Linked DNA regions of Siniperca chuatsi: region 1 is linked to region 2. Evidence: chromatin contacts called from public Hi-C data. All regions are on one chromosome and are shown on one strand. The core of a region is the stretch at or near the end of the contact, and the rest is flanking DNA. Distances in the headings are between cores, read along the strand shown. Region 1 overlaps slit1a (slit homolog 1a). Region 2 holds the start of slit1a (slit homolog 1a).

Region 1 (3,774 bases), core at 1,250-3,749, 80 kb before region 2:
TCCTGCAAGAGCAGCAAAACAATAAAGTCATACAGTAATTTATTATTACAGAACGATCAGTTTAATTTTTTTTTCATAAATAATCTTGCCAAGCTCTATTTGCATTACACTGTCAAGCCTGAAACAAAAAAAACTTAAAGTAATTGGTCTCTGTTTTCTAAGATATCCAATCAATTCAATAACATTTTTCAGCTACACAAGAAACAAGTCTGAAAAGTAGATTGCATGACATGTATTGAGAGAAAAACTAGATGGCTTTGCTTATTTCAATACTCAGGCAAGACCTTTTTTTTACCTGTAAAGAAGCAGAATAATTCATGTCTTATTAACTATTAAGTTGTGTTGAGTTAAGTCAATCTAGTTTCAAGAATATTTATCTTGAATTTTTTAATGTCTTTGCTTATATCAAGTCTTTTTTTATTAGTTTTAAGGTTATATTGTGTTTTATAGTGACTTGGTTTTTAAGCTTGTTTCAAGAAATCTTACTCTACTGGCAGATTTTTTTCTTACATACCAGCAAATTCCTCAAGATTATAAAATGTTTGCATGCACTAACCTGTGTAGTAGGGGGGACAAAAACAAGTGTAGTTGTTGACTCCATCGATGCAGGTTGCTCCATTCTCACAGTCGTTGTCTTCGCAGTCGTCAATGTTGGTTTGGCAAGTGGGGCCCTCAAAGCCCAGTGGACACGTGCAACTGCGAAAACATACACACTCATTACGTCATCATGCCAAGTTCCTTATGTGATAAGATAAGATTTCATTCCTTTGTTGCACAGATTTCAAAGCTTGTCTTCCTTACCTGTATTCTACCTTCGCATCCTCATTCACTTGGCAGGTTCCTCCGTTGGCACATGGGTTACTCACACAGGCATTCAGAGCTGTCTCACAGTTCTTGCCCTGAGACAGAGAACAGAGATAATGTTCATTTTTTGCTGTAAATGATGCATACTTCAAGACCTGCAACACCTTGAGGTAAACTTTAGTGTATATTCTCAAATAGGTTGTAGCATTGTGTAGCTCTGACCTTGAATCCTGGAGGACAGCTGCACCTGTAGATCTCCATCAGGTCGCTGTGACAGATGCCTTGGTTCAGACAGGGACTGGACAGACAGGGGTTACACTTGGCCAGCACTGCAGTGTCCACATCTCCTAGGGAAATGCCAGACCAATTAGAATGAATTGTATGTAGATACTACTGTTACTTACATTATATTTCCGCAGTGGTGGAAGAAGTATTTGGATATTCAATAAAAGTAGCAATACCACAGTGTAAAAAAATACTCTGTTATAAGTAAAAGCTGTGCATTCACAATTTGACTTTAGTAAAAGTACAAAAATATTAGCATCAAAATATATGTAAAGTACCAAAAGTAAAAGTACTCATTATGCAGAATGGCCCATTTCAGAATAATGTGTATTATATTATTATATTATATTTATTGATGCATTAATGTGTACATCACTTTAATTTTGCAGCTGGTAAAGGTGGAGCTAATTTTAATTACTTTATATACTGTTGGGTAGCTTGTGAATTCAATCAAGGGACCAATGAAGTCTTATCTTAATGTATGATAATACATCATAATTTATTTGTTGATTATATTTGTATTAATAGTCTGAATCTGCAAAGTAGAAAAAGTATAAATTTCCCTCTGAATTTTTGAAGTTGAAGTACAAAGTAGCAGAAAATAGAAATACTCAAGTACATACCTCAAAATTTTACTTAAGTGCATTACTTGAGTAAATGTACTTAGTTAGTTTCCACCACTGTATTCCCGTGACCAACACAATAATTCACCTGTACATTCAAACTTCTTTGCAGGTGTGGTGAGCAGAAGTTTGCCCTCCATGCCTTGCGGGCCAGCACAGCGAGCGATGCCAGGCTCTTTGTAGCCAGTCTTCACCCAGTCAGATAGCCAGCGCAGGCGACAGTCACAGTACAAGGGGTTGGCACCAATTGCCCTGATTGAGCAGAGACAATAAACATATCAATGATTTGATGATGTAGGATGGCTGTGTTATACTTTTTAACCTTATTTAGTTCAGTAACAAATTCTGTCTATGTCACTGTAGTACACTCTATCAGCAGCAGGTGTCTCTACACCCTTACGTAAAACAAACCATGCCAAACTCAACTTGGTGTGCTATACAACTAAAACACATAATAAAACAGATTTAAAGTTTAATGCTCAATGCCACTTTGTGCCATCCATCATCTGGAGGAGGGCTTCTCAATTATAGGCAAAGGTGTGAACAGAAGGCATTCTTAACCACTTCTGTCATGGTGGTCGTGAATCAATGCCGCTTTGTCCTCCTGCTGGATGCACAAACACTCCTGAATCGATGCTGTTCCATTATGGTGGAACACAGGCTCATCTTTCAGGCCGGGCCAATAGCTGACACCTGACATCTGCTAACATGAAAGCCACTTGACTGTGACTGTGGATCAATGGCTCCACTCCGTCACTCCCTTCACCCCGTTTTCACGCAGCCTTGACTCCTGTACTGCTCTCCAAAAAATATCTTTGTTTAGTATTCTCTATCTCCCTTCTTCCTCTCCAACTGTGACACTGATAGGTCTATTGATCAGTGACTGTCAAGGGATTATGTACATATCTAGGCTGGATGACAGAGGGCACCACTGCAAAGATACCTCTGTGTCGTTTTACACATGTCCACAACGGCTACACACCACACACCCGACAGACACACACAAAATTACAGACATAAATAAACAAACCAAAACAAACACTAAAGTCCACAGACCATGGAGAATGTGTGTGCGTCAGTGAACATGTGTGTGTGTTTCGGAGATGTGACAGGGGGATGAGACAGTAGAGGGGTCTGTGTGTTGCTTTAACCACAGGACTGCAGCTGATTAAGGGAGGGCTTGGCTCATGCAGAGCCCACCAAAGAGGACTACAGACAGGCCACTGTGAGCCACACTCTCCGGCTGTCTGACCAGACCCCCTCTGTGACTGAAAGTGTGTATATTATGCATACTGTGTGTGTGCATATATGTGTGTGTGTGTGTGTGTGTGTGTGTGTGTGTGTGTGTAGACTTCACAAACTCAGTGGTAAGTGCAGATGGTATCACAAAAGCTGCCATTGGGGTATAAAGTTGTGTGTGTGTGTGTGTGTGTCACTACTTACAAGTGGGAAAGTGACGCCACATCATTGAAGATGCCATCAGGAAGCTCTGAGATTTCGTTGCCATGGAGAGACCTTAGGGAAAAAAGAGAAGATTTAAAGCAAAAAAGTGTGAGGATTTGCTGGTTTTCTTAGTCTTCTGTTATAGATTGAATATCGATATCGATATTGAATATCTTTGGTTTTGATTTGGTTTTGAACTGTTGGTCAGACAAAACGAGCAATTTGAAAATGTCATCTTGGGCCTTTTTTACAATTTTATAGACAAAACGATTAATCAAGAAAATAATTGGCATATTAAACGATAATGAAAATAAATGTTAGTTGCAGTCCGACATACTATACTTTGTTTTCAGACAACTAAAACCAGGAGGAATATTTATTGAGGAATATTTCAGTGTTGTGTTGGGAGGTAAGTGATTTGTATTTCTGGTTGAGCCTTGTGCAGCTGGTAAAGATGTGAGGCTCTGGAAAAGACTGGTGTCAAGTTTTTATGTGCGTCTGGCTGGCAGGGCCAACAAGTGTACGGGGGGGGGGTAACAGAGTTGCACCACATGCAGGACATTGAAAAACATCGGTGTAACTGTGTGTGTGCAGATTAACAAGTATATTTACATGTTTG
Region 2 (4,242 bases), core at 1,039-3,538:
AAACACACATTTTGAAAATACATACACATAAATCTAGCTCTGCACATGGGAGCATCATGTGAGGCAGGGTGGGCTGCACTGATTTGCACAGTCTTGCACTTGCAGAAGAGGATAGTCTCTATTGTTAAGTAGCTATTATACTAGCTATCTTCTACATGACCTACACACACAACTAATACATACCCCCACCCCCCCCCCACACACAAAAAAGGCAATGACCCAGGAATAAATTACACACGACCTTTATACACATCATGTTTAAAATGCGTCCTGAGTGTTCTAGAGGTGCTTGAAAACATCCAGAGATGGATCCCCTGCTGTAAATTACCTATGAATGCACAAAAAACTTTTAACACAAAAATGCTCTTGAGTGGAGGGGCAGGGTATATTTCCAGTGTGAATGGCCATTCATGTAAAAGGAAACCACAAAATGACCATGTTTCCTCTCTGATTCAATGTTGAACCAGCATTTGCACATAAGCAACCCGGAAACATGCAGACAGCCAGGCCAAAAAAAAAAAAGGTGTTCTTAGAAATTAAATATGAAAAGTATAAAATATGCAGTTAGCTCCCACTATGCCAATGCTGCCTCTGACACAGACTTTCTCTCCTCCGTTCCCACTGCATGTTTTATTCAGGATTGATATTCTAAAAGCTGAAACAGAACAATCTATTTCCCTCCCTGCACTCCTCACTTCTGATTTACTGATGAATATTTCAGAGGAATGTCAGAAAAGACAGAGAAACTCCACTCTGCAAGCCGGCGTCTCACCTCTTCCTCCATCGCCCATCCTCCCTGTGTTTTACAAGACAGCTACGTGATCCTCGCGCAAGACTCACTTAAGTAGCAGATTTGCTTAATTTTCTACATGATTTAACAATTTGTGGAGTGAGTGTTCACGGGCATGAGAAGGGGGGAGAGGGGAGTCTTTGGCTCGGGAGTGGAGAAAAGTGAAAAGGGGGAGAGGGGAAAAAAAGAGATAAAGGGAGGCACAGTGCTGCACAGACAGGACATATGATATGAGTGTGGATGGGGGGGGGGGGGGGGGGTATTCCCAAATATAACAGAATATAAATTAACCACAGAACAGACAGCAAATCTGGTTCTTTTAAATGTTTAAACTTTAACTTTACTTTTTAATCTCTATATTTATGTCACATTAAAAAGTGGAGCAAAAATTAGACTCCATCCATTTGCTTTAAGGATTTATAAAAAACATCAAATACATGCAGCAAGCATAAACAAGCAGGTAAGTAAATTATGGACACATGTGAAAGGCACACATCTGCTCCTGCTCTTTCCAGTCCCTCATGCCTATTTATACCTGACTGGAATGCCAGTGAGTGATTGACTGACTGACACACACACACACAGCTTTACAGGCAGGGCTATTGTTCTCTTTCAGTCTAAGCAAAGTCATGTGCACCACTACAATATATTCAGGCATTACAATACAATACAATATAGCAAACAGAAGGGAAACAGTGAAAAAAGAAGACAGAGGGACACCATCAGGGAGTTTCTCTATCACACACACACACACACATATATACACACATACAAGGAGCTAGAGTACATATGGTACTCACAGTCTTTCAGTGTTGCGGGGGATATTCCTTGGCATGGTTCTGAGACCCAGTCCGTGGCAGTCTACTGTGGTGCCACTGCAGGTACACAGGGCTGGGCAGGCACTGGCATTGCCAATGAGCAGGGCACAGAGCATCACCACCCACATCCAGAGTGGCTGTCTGGCCAGCCTGCCCATGCCTGCCCCAAAACAGCTACCTCTAACGGGCATATTCACCACCACAGCAGCCAGCTCTTCTTTAACAAACCCCTACTTCTCTCTGTCCACCTTGGTTTCTCTGCTTCTCTGCAAAAACCAAGAGTCCTGCTACACTTTGCAAGTCCCCTAGAATAATTATATATTTGTGGTGAATATCAATAGAAAACAAATAAGAAATGCTAATATTTTCCTCTTAGCTGTGAAGCAAAGCAAATCCTTTTTGTTCTTCTAGATTTCTTTTGATGTAGGTATGATATCCACCACAGTTTGCTGATGTAAAAAAAAAAAGCTGTTTTCTTTCTCTTATTTTCTCCTTGCAAACTCTTCTCCTCTCTTGTCTTTGTGGAGTTGCTGTGCTCTGGTCTGCACACGTCTGCGTCTCTGTCCTCCTCTTACTCAGTCCCGCTCTGCTCTGCTCGCCTGAAGAGAGAGGGAATAGGGAAAGAGCAGAAAGAAAAAATAGCCAGTCTCTTTCTCTCTCTCTCTCTCTCTCTCACATACACACACACCAGTCATCCATCACAAGGATCTACAAATAGCAGAGCCCCCCAACTCCACCCCTACCCCTCCTCTCCTCCCCCACTCCTCTCCCTCCTCACACAACACCCCCCCAGAACCCTGCCTGAACTCACTCTCATTCTCGAGATCTCTCTTTCATTCCCTTGATTCTATTCGCAAATCTACTCCACTCCTTTTCTCTCAGGTTTGCCTCCAGGCAAACCCCTGGAGAGAGAGCTAACCTGCATGACACTGCATAACCCCTGCCCGAAGGGAGAGGCTGTGGGGAGACTGGGCTGTGTGTGTGAGTGTGTGTGTGAGTGTGAATGTGTACATGTAACGAAGGAGAATCCACTGGGGAAGAGAGGAATCAACACCTCAGTCTTTGGAGGCAAAAAGCCGGAATAAATAATCCGTAAATGTGGGTCTTAACATGTAGATCAATTGTGGCCACACAGACAGAAGCAGCAGCAGTGAACTGGGGTGGAAAAGCGCACGCACGCACGCACACACACACACACACGCGCGCACACACACACACACACACACACACACACACACAAATATTCATGATTTGTTGGGAAGGCAGACCACAGCCATAAAAAGTAAGTCAACACTATATTTTAAGATCAGCATAGGCACAGGAACAGAGATTATATCCTAATATATACAAATGAAAAGACAAACAGCTACACTCTCAACCATACTTGCTCTGTTATTTGGATTTATGGGAGTAACTGGCACACAGTCCCTCTCTTAATGCCAGGACCATGCATCCCCTGAAGCGGACTCAAAACATAGACATAAACTGGACTGTGTTGAGAAGGGAAATTTGAATGATAAGCAGCATCTGCTGGCCATTATTTACTTTAAAGGACTTCTCTATAAATATTATTTTGCAAAGGCTGACATTTAGTTAAAACAGTGGATGTATTAGAGTCTAGCCGCTGTTGACAGTGTAATTGTATAGCTTTCAGGAAACTTTTCCAAATGCATATTGATTTGCAGTTCGTGGAATTGCAAATTAGAATTCTGGATGTGGGTAGGAAATGGACCTCTTGTTTTTATGAGTTCACTCCAAAGTGCATTGTTCACAGTTATCCACACAATAAAATAAATGGTGACACTTTAAAATAAGATACAGAAAACTGAGAGAACTCACAAAGGGACAAGAGCAACAACAAGCACTTCTAGTATAACTCTGTCCCTGGAGCAGACTTTTTTTTATTGAACCAATGTGTAATGACTAGATCCTAGATATCTGTGAATACTGAATACCTACTTAATGAAGCACCCTTGAATGCTGGATCAGCTGCTAAATGGCACAAAACCAATAACTAATACTTTGGTTTAGTGCCAATTAGTACCTGATTCAGCATTAATCATGAATGATTCATTAGGCACTCATGTAGAGATTCACAGATATCTAGAAACAAATTGTTATAAACTGGCTTCTAAAGTTGCATAGCTTGTCAGTTTTTGTGCTATTTTTTGGTTTTTGAGGTCTGTTTTTGTACAACTCACTATTTAATTCTTGATTTAGAGTCAGCCAGGAAATACTACTACTATTCATTAATTAGCAATTTGTTCCTGACTTGTTCCTTACTTATTGCTTGGCAAACTACTACTACAAGTAACTAAAAGTTACAAACACCTGAGCCATGGCTGTGCTTGGCTCAGCTCGAGCCACTTGGTCTCTAGTCTAGTTCTACAGAGGGCTTTGCTGCGGGGTGGATCCCTCCCAACATAAACATCAGCACAATGACATAGACCTAAGAACCCCATTCAGTTTAACTAACAAAGGCAGAAGGAGAAAAGAAGAAACAGGCAGGGGAGATGCAAGCAGAAGCATTTAAATTTGTGTGTCTGCTTTGTTGCTGCTCGGAACACGTGTGCACATGCAGGTGTACACGCACATACACACAGCAGAAAAAAGCGCCATCTGTCTTGGTAAAAG

Evidence for each region. A called contact is a pair of places that touch in the nucleus more often than the background predicts.
Region 1: a Hi-C map of liver shows a contact between it and region 2, with 2.4 times the contacts expected there. The contact joins the enhancer-like site here to the promoter of slit1a in region 2. A contact is called at or near these places in 3 of 3 Hi-C or Micro-C datasets (liver, skeletal muscle and an unstated tissue).

The regions. Positions count from the first base shown.
Region 1 is chrLG11:14,818,341-14,822,114 of ASM2008510v1, reverse strand. slit1a (slit homolog 1a) reads right to left here. Exons shown (of 36, transcript XM_044213187.1): 24 at 3,156-3,227; 25 at 1,801-1,964; 26 at 1,027-1,151; 27 at 802-899; 28 at 557-696. Among protein-coding and RNA genes, the nearest start is that of wu:fc17b08, 40 kb to the left of the region's middle. Within about 2 kb of position 2,499, the one cell type or tissue checked has an H3K27ac peak away from gene starts, as active enhancers do. A contact at or near this core is called in liver, where this site is marked.
Region 2 is chrLG11:14,738,057-14,742,298 of ASM2008510v1, reverse strand. It overlaps slit1a (slit homolog 1a), which reads right to left and starts at 2,288. Exons shown (of 36, transcript XM_044213187.1): 1 at 1,591-2,288. The coding sequence starts at 1,799.